Linked DNA regions of Hordeum vulgare: region 2 is linked to region 1. The links are chromatin contacts, called in public Hi-C maps. All regions are on one chromosome and are shown on one strand. Each heading gives the region's core, a stretch centred on a gene start, on an enhancer-like site or on the middle of the called end of the contact. The rest is flanking DNA. Distances are from core to core; before and after follow the strand shown. Region 1 holds the start of LOC123407370 (stomatin-like protein 2, mitochondrial). Region 2 holds the start of LOC123407041 (protein NTM1-like 9).

The links. Hi-C and Micro-C count contacts between places; a contact is called where the count stands out from the background.
Region 2: a contact with region 1 is called in a Hi-C map of seedling, with 4 times the contacts expected there. The contact joins the promoter of LOC123407041 here to the promoter of LOC123407370 in region 1. A contact is called at or near these places in 3 of 6 Hi-C or Micro-C datasets (leaf and seedling).

The regions. Positions count from the first base shown.
Region 1 is chr7H:373,444,928-373,450,127 of MorexV3_pseudomolecules_assembly, reverse strand. It overlaps LOC123407370 (stomatin-like protein 2, mitochondrial), which reads left to right and starts at 1,550. Exons shown (of 9, transcript XM_045100485.1): 1 at 1,550-1,740; 2 at 1,819-2,065; 3 at 3,639-3,788; 4 at 4,672-4,729; 5 at 4,898-4,990. The coding sequence starts at 1,625.
Region 2 is chr7H:373,671,901-373,677,577 of MorexV3_pseudomolecules_assembly, reverse strand. It overlaps LOC123407041 (protein NTM1-like 9), which reads left to right and starts at 1,609. Exons shown (of 7, transcript XM_045100077.1): 1 at 1,609-1,988; 2 at 2,553-2,839; 3 at 3,146-3,475; 4 at 3,581-3,823; 5 at 3,906-4,703; 6 at 4,953-5,043; 7 at 5,157-5,677. The coding sequence starts at 1,820. The coding sequence ends at 5,347.

The DNA of each region.
Region 1 (5,200 bases), core at 301-2,800:
ACAGTCCTTGCAGCACGAACCGCGACAACACATCGCACCGGGCGCCGCCGAGGTACGCAACCATGGCGTGCTGGAGCTGCCGCTCCAGGTCAGCCATGGCATCCGTGCACCGAATGACGCAGAGCTCGGATGCCTTCATCTCCGTGTCAACCTCCACGTACAGCCTAGGGGCCGAGAGCGGGGGCTAGACCGGTGTAGTCATCGCCGCAGCGGGGGGGGGGGGGGGGGGCGCTGGAGGGGGGAACGAATGTGCCGATAAGCCGTGGGACCCCTGACCGCGCCAATCGAGCCCGACCACCTGTCCACCTTTGCAACATCCTCGCGCTGTAGCTCCTCTTTCGGCGCCGGGCTTCGCGGCCTCTTGCAGTCCTTGGCTTCATAACGAGGCATGCTGCAACGTAAGCACACGATGTCGTTCGTGAAGTCGCTCCGCTAGTGCCCCTTCTCCAGGCATCTGAAGCACTTGTCACACGTCTCGGGGTCGACTTCCTTGCGGGTCAGGGGAGTGAGGCGAGAGGCCGACGCAATCTCCGGCTGACCGACGCCATGCCTGCGCTTCCAAAGAGTCTTCCTGAACGGTGGAGCTTCTTGCCACGGCGCAAGACGTCGGCAGTATACATCCTCTGCGCCCGGGGCTTGGGGCACCCCCGGTGAAGCGTCGGCCGCCGACTTCTCTGACGTCGAGGAGATACCCAAGCCGGAAACGACTGGCCGCTCCCGTCGAGGGAAGGTGGAGTTCACAGATCTCGAGCTTGACGACATGATCGACCAAGGGGAGGGAGACGTGGCGAGGAAGGGGGGAGAGGGAGGCGCCGTAGCCGGAGATGCGGGCGCCGGGGCGGGTGGTGGCCACCGTGGCCGGAGTGGCCAACGACGGGAGGGGTGGACGCCGAGGTCGGAGTGACGCACGGCGGGAGCGTGCTGAAGTTCTCTCTTGGGGTAGTCCGTGAGGAGAGGGTTTTTGGTTCACATGAGGAAGAGTTATTTTTTTTATCAGTGTGATATGAATTGAGGCCCTGTTTGGGACCGCTCCGCTCCATCAAAAGCAGCTCCACTCCATCAGATCCACTTTGGAGCAGTTTCATACGAAAGTTGTAGCTTTTTCAAAGAGAACGTTTGGCTTTTATCCAACTCCAGCTTCACTAATGGAAACTTTGGTGGAAATGATCTATTTGATTGGATGAGAGGGGAGAAACGAAGGGGTATCCACTTACGGGTGACAGTGGTGGGTAATTTCGCTCAAACTCCAGCTTCTACAATTTTATGAAGCACCTCCTAGAGAGCTTCATAAAAAACATGAAGTTGGACCCTAGATTCTAGTTTTTTTTGAAGCTGTATATCGTGAAGCTACCCCGTTTGGCTTATATTTTCTAGAGCGGAGCTGAATTTTCTGGAGTAGAGCAGTCCCAAACAGGCCCGAATGTCACAAATGTTATACCATTGGTCCAAAAGAATAATATTTGAAGTTTTTATTGGTATTATTTTTGTGATAGAAAAAAATAGGAAAAATAAATAGAAAAGAGTATCGACTTGCCTAAATCACCGGAGGAAAACCTCACACTTCCTTCCGTCTACCCGAGTCGCCCGAAAAGCCCACCAGTTTCTTCCCTTCCGATTTCGCACGATGGCGACTCTCCTCCGCCGATCCGCCGCCCCCGCGCGGCAGCTTCTCCTCCTTCCCCGCCAGCTCGGCGCCGCCCGCTCCATGTCCCGCTACTACGCCCGTGACGAGGTTTCACGGTAACGCTTAAATCCCTAACTCTTCCGTCCGCGTTCCGGAACCTTCTAGCGGCCTGACGTTTCGCCGTGTGGTATCAGGTTCGACGCGCTGAGCACGCCGGTGAACTGGGGCGTGAGCATCGTACCGGAGAAGAAGGCCTTCGTGATTGAGCGCTTCGGCAAGTACCTCAAGACGCTCGACTCCGGGATCCACGGGCTCGTCCCCCTCGTCGACCGCATCGCCTACGTGCACTCTCTCAAGGAGGAAGCCATCCCCATCCCCGACCAGTCTGCTATCACCAAGGATAACGTGGTCATCCAGATCGACGGCGTCCTTTACGTCAAGGTATACCTCGTTCTCGCCTTGCCTCTTTGGTCCTCACTAGCGAGGCTGCATTTCTGCTGTTACTTCTAGGGGTCTGGTGCTTTTCCGGTCGTCTAGGGGAGTGATGGATGAATGCTGCGTGTTTCGGGACAAGTTTCGTGTGATATGTTGTCATGAGCCACCATCACATTGAATTAGGGCATATCATCTGGTCTTAGAAATGCGCCTCAACGATGGATTTTTATAGCTTCAAGTTCATGCTGTATTGCTGCTGTTGGTGGTGGTTTGATACTCCAATCCGGAAGTTCTGTTGCACTGAAAATTACTCTGGAGAACCAAGTTGGGAGGGTGAAGACGTGTAGATAATACTCATTTGGAGTTTAGGACAATTTCATCTGGTTGTTAAACTGATTTCGTGTGTGATGCCTATACTTGTAAATTATGGGAGCACATTTTCTAGGTTCCTCCTCTTGTGGCCACTTCCTGAGCAAACTAAAGATTTCTGTTCACCTTAGTTATCCACTTCTGAAACATTCACAGAGTCAGCTCGCCTTGTATTAGGACAGAAAAGATATCCTATAGTTGGTATTTTTTTTCCGGTATTTATCAGCATGGGATATTGGGGTTTATTGTGGTACTGCATGTTCAGTTGGTGCAGGTTGCTCTACTTCTGTGGGGATAATGGGGTTTATTGTGGCACTGCTGCACTGGGTGTCCAGTTGGTATAGGTTGCTCTACTTCTGTAGGACTTGAGGATGGGTATAGCATGCTCCTTCTGATTGCATTGAGCTGTAGATGTCATGGCCTATGTTTAATGTGATCAATGCATGGGCTCACTTTGAACAGCTGTAGCTTTAGCAAACCTAAGGTGATGCACGGCCTCATCCTGTAATCCCCTGTCAGTTACATGATATCAACCAATGTTGTTCCATACTTCTAGTTTTGACTGGGATGTTGGCACTTGTATCATTCTTCCATACCTTGTCTGCTGTCCATGTTAATCTGGCTTATGTGCATCTGTGTAGTTGCTGAGGGTCCATAATGAACAAGGCTCTGGACTTGTGGTGCACAAATGTGTTAGGGTCTGACCTAGGGCCACAGCAGTAACAATTGACTTTAAAAGCAAGTGCGTAGATATGCTGCTGTTCAAATTTCTTTGGCAGAGGGTGCATACATTTGTAATAATAATCGACTTAGGTACTCTCTTGGTAATTTGTAGGTCCATTGTTCAGCATTTCACATGGTTTGGGGTATATCCTGTTTAGATTGTTTGGGGATATGGAGGTAAAGCTCCATTGCAAGGAGTTGTATTTGTACATGTGCTGCTCACTTCCTTGTCATGTAATCTTCACAGGCTTCATGGGACCACACTTAGTTTTTTTTATTCAATGCTGTTGAAATGGTTCAAGGTGGATGGCTGCTGTGATGAATGGCATAATTGGTAGTTAGATTTGTATTTCTGGGGTATGTATATGTTTTGTTTGATCGTAAAAGTTAAGCAAGGTTGCTTTATCTGTCTTGAGGATATCTGACACTTTCAGATAATTTGGTCACAGTTGATTAGTTCTTATCTTTCTGTTTTCCAACTTTGCAGATTGTTGATCCCTACCGTGCTTCATATGGCGTGGAGAATCCCATTTTTGCAGTCATTCAACTTGCGCAGACAACTATGAGAAGTGAGCTTGGAAAGATAACTTTGGACAAGACTTTTGAAGAGAGAGACACATTGAATGAGAAGATTGTGGTATGACATTTTGTTTGCATCTGAACTACTTGTTTTTCTTTCTATATCAAGGCAACTGTTGCAGAAAACAACACCTACAAGTTATTACAAGTAATTAAAGTAATGGGAAGTGTTCTTATGTTAACTGTAATACTATGGTCTGTACATCATCTATGTACCAAGGAATCCTTGTTCATTATAATAACTTCCTTTTTCTTAGTTAATTTGCATATACATAAATTAGACTAGTAAAAATAACAAGAATGCTCATTATGAACCTGTACAGTGGAAAGAGCATAAACAGATATACCAAGAAATCCTTGTTCATACTATGGTTTGTACATCATCTATATACCAAGAAATCCTTGTTCTCATCTCATTTATTCAGAATCGCTAGAGTTTGTTAAGTGTGGTTGTTTACATTGCACTGCTGGTAAAATAAATGTTTGTTTATGTATTAAATAATTTTTGCAAGAACGAGGAATTAACTTACAAATATAAACATGGAATATAAAGAGCAGTTGCAAAAACAGCAGGCGTCTTCACTTTGGACAGTAACATTAAATGTGAAAGCCTGAAAGGTAAAATAACTTTATTGCATCTGAGTTTTCGGCAACAACATCCTAGTTTCTATATATAAAGCTCCTCTCTGAAGAATAATTGTACAATTCCGTTGAAGATTGATTGCCTCCTTATGTGGATCACTGTCACTAGATGTTTGTCATGAAGTAGCTGTATCTTAAAATCATGCCCCTTTTAACTAGCATCCTTAACCAAGATGCAACTTAATCTTACAAAGTCATGTGCTCTTTTTCCTCTAATGTAGCGGGCTTCACTATTTCCATCTCCTTATCATACTTCAGCACAGTTATACATGGTACCTTCTGAAATTCTTTTTTCACAGAGGTCCATAAATGAGGCTGCGACAGACTGGGGCTTGAAGTGTCTTCGTTACGAGATCAGTATGTTTTTTCTGTTTTTGATATTACAGTTATATCTGTTAAATTTCTGGTGTTTCTAAACCAATTCTGCATAGGACTTCCCTCTGAGATCAGTACATTTTTCTGTTTTTTGACCTGTTAGATTTATATATCTGTTAAATTTCTGATATTTCTAAACCGACTTTGCAGGGGACATTTCTCCTCCATCGGGTGTGAAGAATGCTATGGAGATGCAAGCAGAGGCAGAAAGGAGAAAGCGTGCTCAAATTCTCCAGTCAGAAGGTGAGTAGCGCATGATCTTTTTATCTTTGTTCAAATTGGTATTTTCTGTAATAATTTATCTGAAAAGGGGATAAATATGAGATGGAATCCAGCTTTATTGTAGCTTAACCACATTAATCCACCCCAAGTTTTTTAGTGTTAATGATGTTTATGTTAACCTATTTTTGTAGTAGTGATGGATTGTGATGTTTTAAGTTGGGTTGCTTGAAA
Region 2 (5,677 bases), core at 360-2,859, 230 kb before region 1:
ATCTTCAACCACGGTTTTATGTAAACACATGTAGACATTTTAGAATATAAGATGCATCAGTTTAATTCAAGTCAAACATATTTCCGCATTCTTGCTGATATCCGTATTGTGCTAATTTGCTTGATTTAGTGAAGTCCGAACATGTTTTCTTAGATATGAACATGTAATAAAATACTCCCTTCGTCCCAAAATAATTGTCTTAACTTTGTATTAGCTTTAATATAAAGTTATACTAAGGTTAAGACACTTATTTTAAAACGGAGGGAGTAGTACTAAAAGATTATGTATGTACATTGTACGCAAGTATTGCTTGAAAGTTTTATCATTGTATGAAGAAAACGAAATGGAAATAGCTAATCATGCCTCTATCGGTAAGGAGAAGCAAAATACATAACGCTAGTTTTATTTAGTTCCTAACTTACGCCTTGCCCTAATCACTTTCAGGTTGTTGCCGGCGTGCCGGCGCCTCCCGTCGTGACCGGCGAGCTTTCTTTCTTTCTGTGCACTCACTTCATGCTATCTTTCAATCAATCAAATCAATATCTCAGCTGATTAGCCATTGGGTCATCCCATCTCTCTGTTTACGTTTACATTGATCAAGCAAAGGACAAATTAGATGCCACTCAAGGGCTGATGAAGGATCAGGCTGCTGTTGCATCTCGTCTCCATAGACCAAAATAGAGGAAAGGGCAGCACATGGGACATGAGCCACACCGAAGCCATGGCTTAGATAGCCACGCACATACTGATGTAGCGATTAGCCAGTTGTGCCCTTGGTCAGCCGTCGCCACAACTCTGATCCAGATCGCCACGGCTCCGATCCAAATCGCCAACGCTGCTGCACCGCGCCCTAGCACAACCACACCCTAGCCCAGGAGCATCGCCGGCAGCGACATCCGGTGCCATAGGGCCCCGCCCTCGCCGAGGAACAACGCCAGCAGCCACATCCGGCGACATCAGGCCGCGCCCTCGTAGAGGAACATCGCCGGCAGCGACATCCGGCTCCACTGGCTCGCCCCTTCTCGGAGGAGCATCACCGACAGCGACATCCGGCGTCAACGGGCCGCGCCCTAGACGCCTCCGATCGGGCCGCGCCCTGGGCCTCGGGCGGCGGCAAATCGCGCGCGAAGGTCTCGGACAGCGCGGGAAGAAGGGCGCCACGAAGACGAGGCCGGTCGGGGTGCACGGGGGATGGGACGACAGACGATGGCAATGGCGGAGGAAGCGGGACGACGGAGGATCCAGATGAGGGTGATATGCGCCCCCTCCTCTGGACGGCAATGGATAAGCCGGGGAGGGGGTTATTAAATATAAACGAAACATTTTTTTTATAACTTAAAAACGTACAACGGGTTGAATATTGGAAAAGCGAGGGTGTTTTTGCAAAAAAGCCAGGCTTTATTATCAGGGGAGATATATATATAGATAGCTTTGTACGTGTTTTTTTGGGGCTTTGCTTTGCGGTTGCCATCGCTTTCTCTTTGCTTTAATTTCGAGGATCACTCGACAGTGGGCGGCGTGGTCCGGCGGCAGTGGCCGAACCGTAATACGATGGTCATCAACAGGGTAAACTCGGACGAGGGGGTATATACAGAGCAAATTCCGGACACGGTAAAGGAAGTCACGCGGCACTCGCTTTCTTCTCCCACACGTCTCCTCCCCGCGTCCTCCCCCTAAAAATCCCCAAATCCGACCAAACCCTAGGCAAAATCCACTCCCCTCCGCTTCCTTCGCTGCTAAGTATATCCCCTGGGCTCCGAATCTCCTACCGGGTTGGGTCTTGTAGTCGTTGGATGAGAGCTTGGGACAGTGGAGGAGGATGACGGTGATGGAGCTCAAGGCGCTACCGCTCGGTTTCCGGTTCCACCCCACCGACGAGGAGCTCGTCAGGCACTACCTCAAGGGGAAGATCACGGGGCAGATCAAGAACGAGGTCGAGGTGATCCCGGAGATCGACGTCTGCAAGTGCGAGCCGTGGGACCTCCCAGGTACTGCTTCTCCTGCCGCCTCTTGTGTGTGGGGATGTTTTGGTCTTGGGAGCTTGGATGATCGTCTCGTATGGGGTTGGACTCGGGGGCTACTGGCTATTTTTGGGTCTTTTGTTTTGCGGTTTCTGATTTTGGTCGCTGCGAATCGTGCCTAATTTGGGTTCTTGAGTTTGATTTCCCCCCATTTTGAACGCGTTGCTGTTCATATAACCACTCCAGCAAGTCTGTTGTTGCGTTTCTCCGTCGGTGCGTTCGGTTTGCGGGATTCTGATCCCTAGGACAACAAACATTTTTTTTAGCTCGTTGGATTCACTGGTTGATTCTCGCGGTTTGCATCGTGCTGTTTGGAGGCTGCAAAATTCAGTAAAAAAGGTCTTCGGGGTGCTGATATTTGATACGATTCCCTTGATGTCTGCTATATTTCTCTAGTATACCCTCTTTCCGAGATGCGATTTGGTGCGATGCTGCTGGAACTATTGGGCATGGTGCTATTTAGTAATTTGAATGTCATACCTTTGGATCAAGATTCCATTTCTTCTGACGCGGGTATTGTGGTGCTTGCAGATAAAGCTTTGATCCGCTCGGAGGATCCAGAGTGGTTCTTCTTTGCACCCAAGGACCGCAAATATCCCAATGGAAGCAGGTCAAACAGGGCGACGGAGGCCGGGTACTGGAAGGCTACCGGGAAGGACAGGGTCATCAAGTCCAAGGGCGAGAAGAAAAAGCAGCATATGATTGGCATGAAGAAGACCCTTGTGTTCCACCGAGGACGTGCTCCAAAAGGGGAGCGCACTGGTTGGATTATGCACGAGTACCGCACCACCGAGCCAGAGTTTGAGTCTGGCGAGCAGGTCTGGGCCTCTATCTGTTTCTTTTTCTGTTTTTTTGTGGCGGTGCTGTTAGATTCTGTTCACAGTTCGGTCCTAAGTATGTTCTTAGATATAACAGGCTCATCGACGAACATCCTGGGAAACCTACCAGTTTGATTTTAGCCTATAAAATGAAGTAATAACATAATCAACACAGTACAGATCCGATTGTCTGCACGCTTTAGTAGTCAAAAATGAATAAACATTTTCTTTTTGCCCCTGTATTGGAAATAGTTTCTACTACCTCAATTGTCTGATACTTCTGCTTTGATATTTGTGTACTTTCAGGGTGGCTATGTTCTGTACCGCCTATTTCAAAAGCAAGTGGAGAAAACTGAGCGCTCCATTCCGGAGGAAATGGATAGAAGTGGCTACTCTCCCACTCCATCTCGTTCTACTCCTGACAATATGGAAGCAAACGAGGAAGCTATCACACTCATAAATAAGGAATCTCCTGAATCTGGTCTGCATGGATGTCCAATTGAGTTGCCATGTACAATTGAAACTCTGGGCGCCCCGGTTACAAGGTGGCTTGCAGACCGAAATGGCAATCCCGGGACAGATGAAGCAAACGATGTAGGCATGCCTTTTCATCGTGGTGTCGATGAAAGTCCCAAGGTGAGCAGAACTGTGTACCTCTATATCATGCAATATTTAACTGTACAGTCTCTCAAAGTGAGTTCAGGTCCTGAAGTCCTCATAATGATTTATGATGTATAATAGCAGGCCGATCTGTCAGTTGGCTCTCTGGCTCACCTAATTGATTCACAGACGAAAAATCTCGGTTCTCATGAGTTTGCCACCGTTTCTGCCCCCATGTTACCGGATGACCATTTGGACAATCTTCTACTTCATTTAACTCATAATTCGGTGGAAGATTTCTTGAATGAAACAATTGCTGATCCAGACGAGCTTTCGTCAACTGCATGTAAAGTTCAGTACGATTCAGACAATGGGATTATGCAGGTAATATTTATTTTTTGCATCTGCTGTATATGTTACGATTATTGTCTGCCTTCTTATATATGTTTGTTCTCTGTAGGCTCAGGGTGATTTGCTATATGATGATCCAAACTGGTTTGGTAATTTTCTGTCAGATGACACAAATCCACAACCAAGTGGATTATATGAGAATGCACCATTGCTTCCTTATGGCACTAATCCTGATGTACTTTCCATGGACTCCGGCGACGAGTCCTTGCAAGATTTGTTCAATAGCATGGACGATTCAAGTTGGCAGAATGATGTATGGAGCAACGGATTTGGATTTAATCCCATGCATCAGCAGTTACAGTCTACTGTGCATCCGAACTATATATTTTCTCAACAGGGCATTGCACGCAGGAGGCTTCGGCTACTAGATTCATTGTCTGATGTCAATGTTGAGAGTAGAGAGAGCATGACCAGAGATGAACATGAAGATGAAGAATCAGATATTGTAACTTCGAAATATAGGAGTGAATCTGTTGAATCATCTGCAGATGTAGATGAGTCTGAGTCAACCGGGGTTACTATTATGAGCCGGCGCCGTGCTCTAACTAAAAGTGTGCCTTCCGACCGCGATGATGCTGAATCAACGGGGATTACTATTATGGGCCGGCGCTCTGCTCCAAGTTCAAATGCGCCTTCCGATGAAGCTGATGCTGAGGCAACAGGGATTAATATTGTGAGCCGACGCACTGCTCCAAGTTCAAGCACAGATAACTCATTTACCACCGAACAGGGGACTGCAGTGCGAAGGTTGCGGCTACAATCGAACCTTGACGCAGGATCATGTTCCAGTGTTGATGGTTTGTCAAGTTGCATTATAGAACATGGAAGTGAAAACGAAGGGCTGGAAGCTGAGGTGAGGGCTTCTTACGCTTGAACTAATTTTTCAACTGAACTTTTGTGGTAAAAGATAAATATTGGAGGTCCTACGGTTAGTTTCATTGTAGAATGCGTGGAAGTTGTCTTTGTTTATGACCTGTTCCTGGGCCCTCTTTATTCGGCCTGTCAATGAATTCCTGCATGACAATGATGCCTGGCAATGATCTAAAGTTTGTAATCTATGTCGTTGAAGTAATACTATAATGTTTTGGTATTTGCCTTCCAGATTGACGAGCATGTGGATACAAACTTCCTTGATGATGTTGGTTTTGCTGGCAACAGTCATGCTGATGAGCATATGTACATGCCTGATCATGGTAACTAGTCTGCTGAGCTATTATACATCTTGTTATCTTGTTATTGTTGCTTCTGCTTTGATAAGCCTATTCAACATATTACTGACATGCTGATGCTGCAATGCTTGATCCAGAAGCTAATTCTCTTACGAGGCTGCGGAAGACAGCAGAGAAAAGCGACAAGGAGAACAAGCAGGAGTGTGGTCCCCAGTCACATGTGAGAGCACCAAGGAAGAGGGGAGGCTTCGCAGCACGCATGATCTTGCCAGTTCTGTCGGTGGCTCTTCTCGTTCTTGTTAGCGTTGGGGTCTACGGATGGGCATAATAGCTCTCTTAAAATGGGATTTAATGTGTCACATTTTCCCCACATCGGCTGTGAGCATTGTACATACTGTGTCTTACTGCCCGCGTTTAGACGGTTGTAAGACAGAGAAGTGTTTGTTCCCCTTTCGGCGGGGAAGTGTAAGTGAGGTAGCAAATGAGAAGCGGGATGAAGCAAGGAGCAAGTGTTGCTGTAGATGCCTGTGACTTGGTACATGCTAGTTTTCGTTTTTCTGTCACCGCAGGTGTTGGCAACCAGGTTGTAGTCATCCATTATGCGTGTTGTTGTGATGTTGTAAGGTCTGAACCTAATTAGATCTGTTGCAGATCCTTT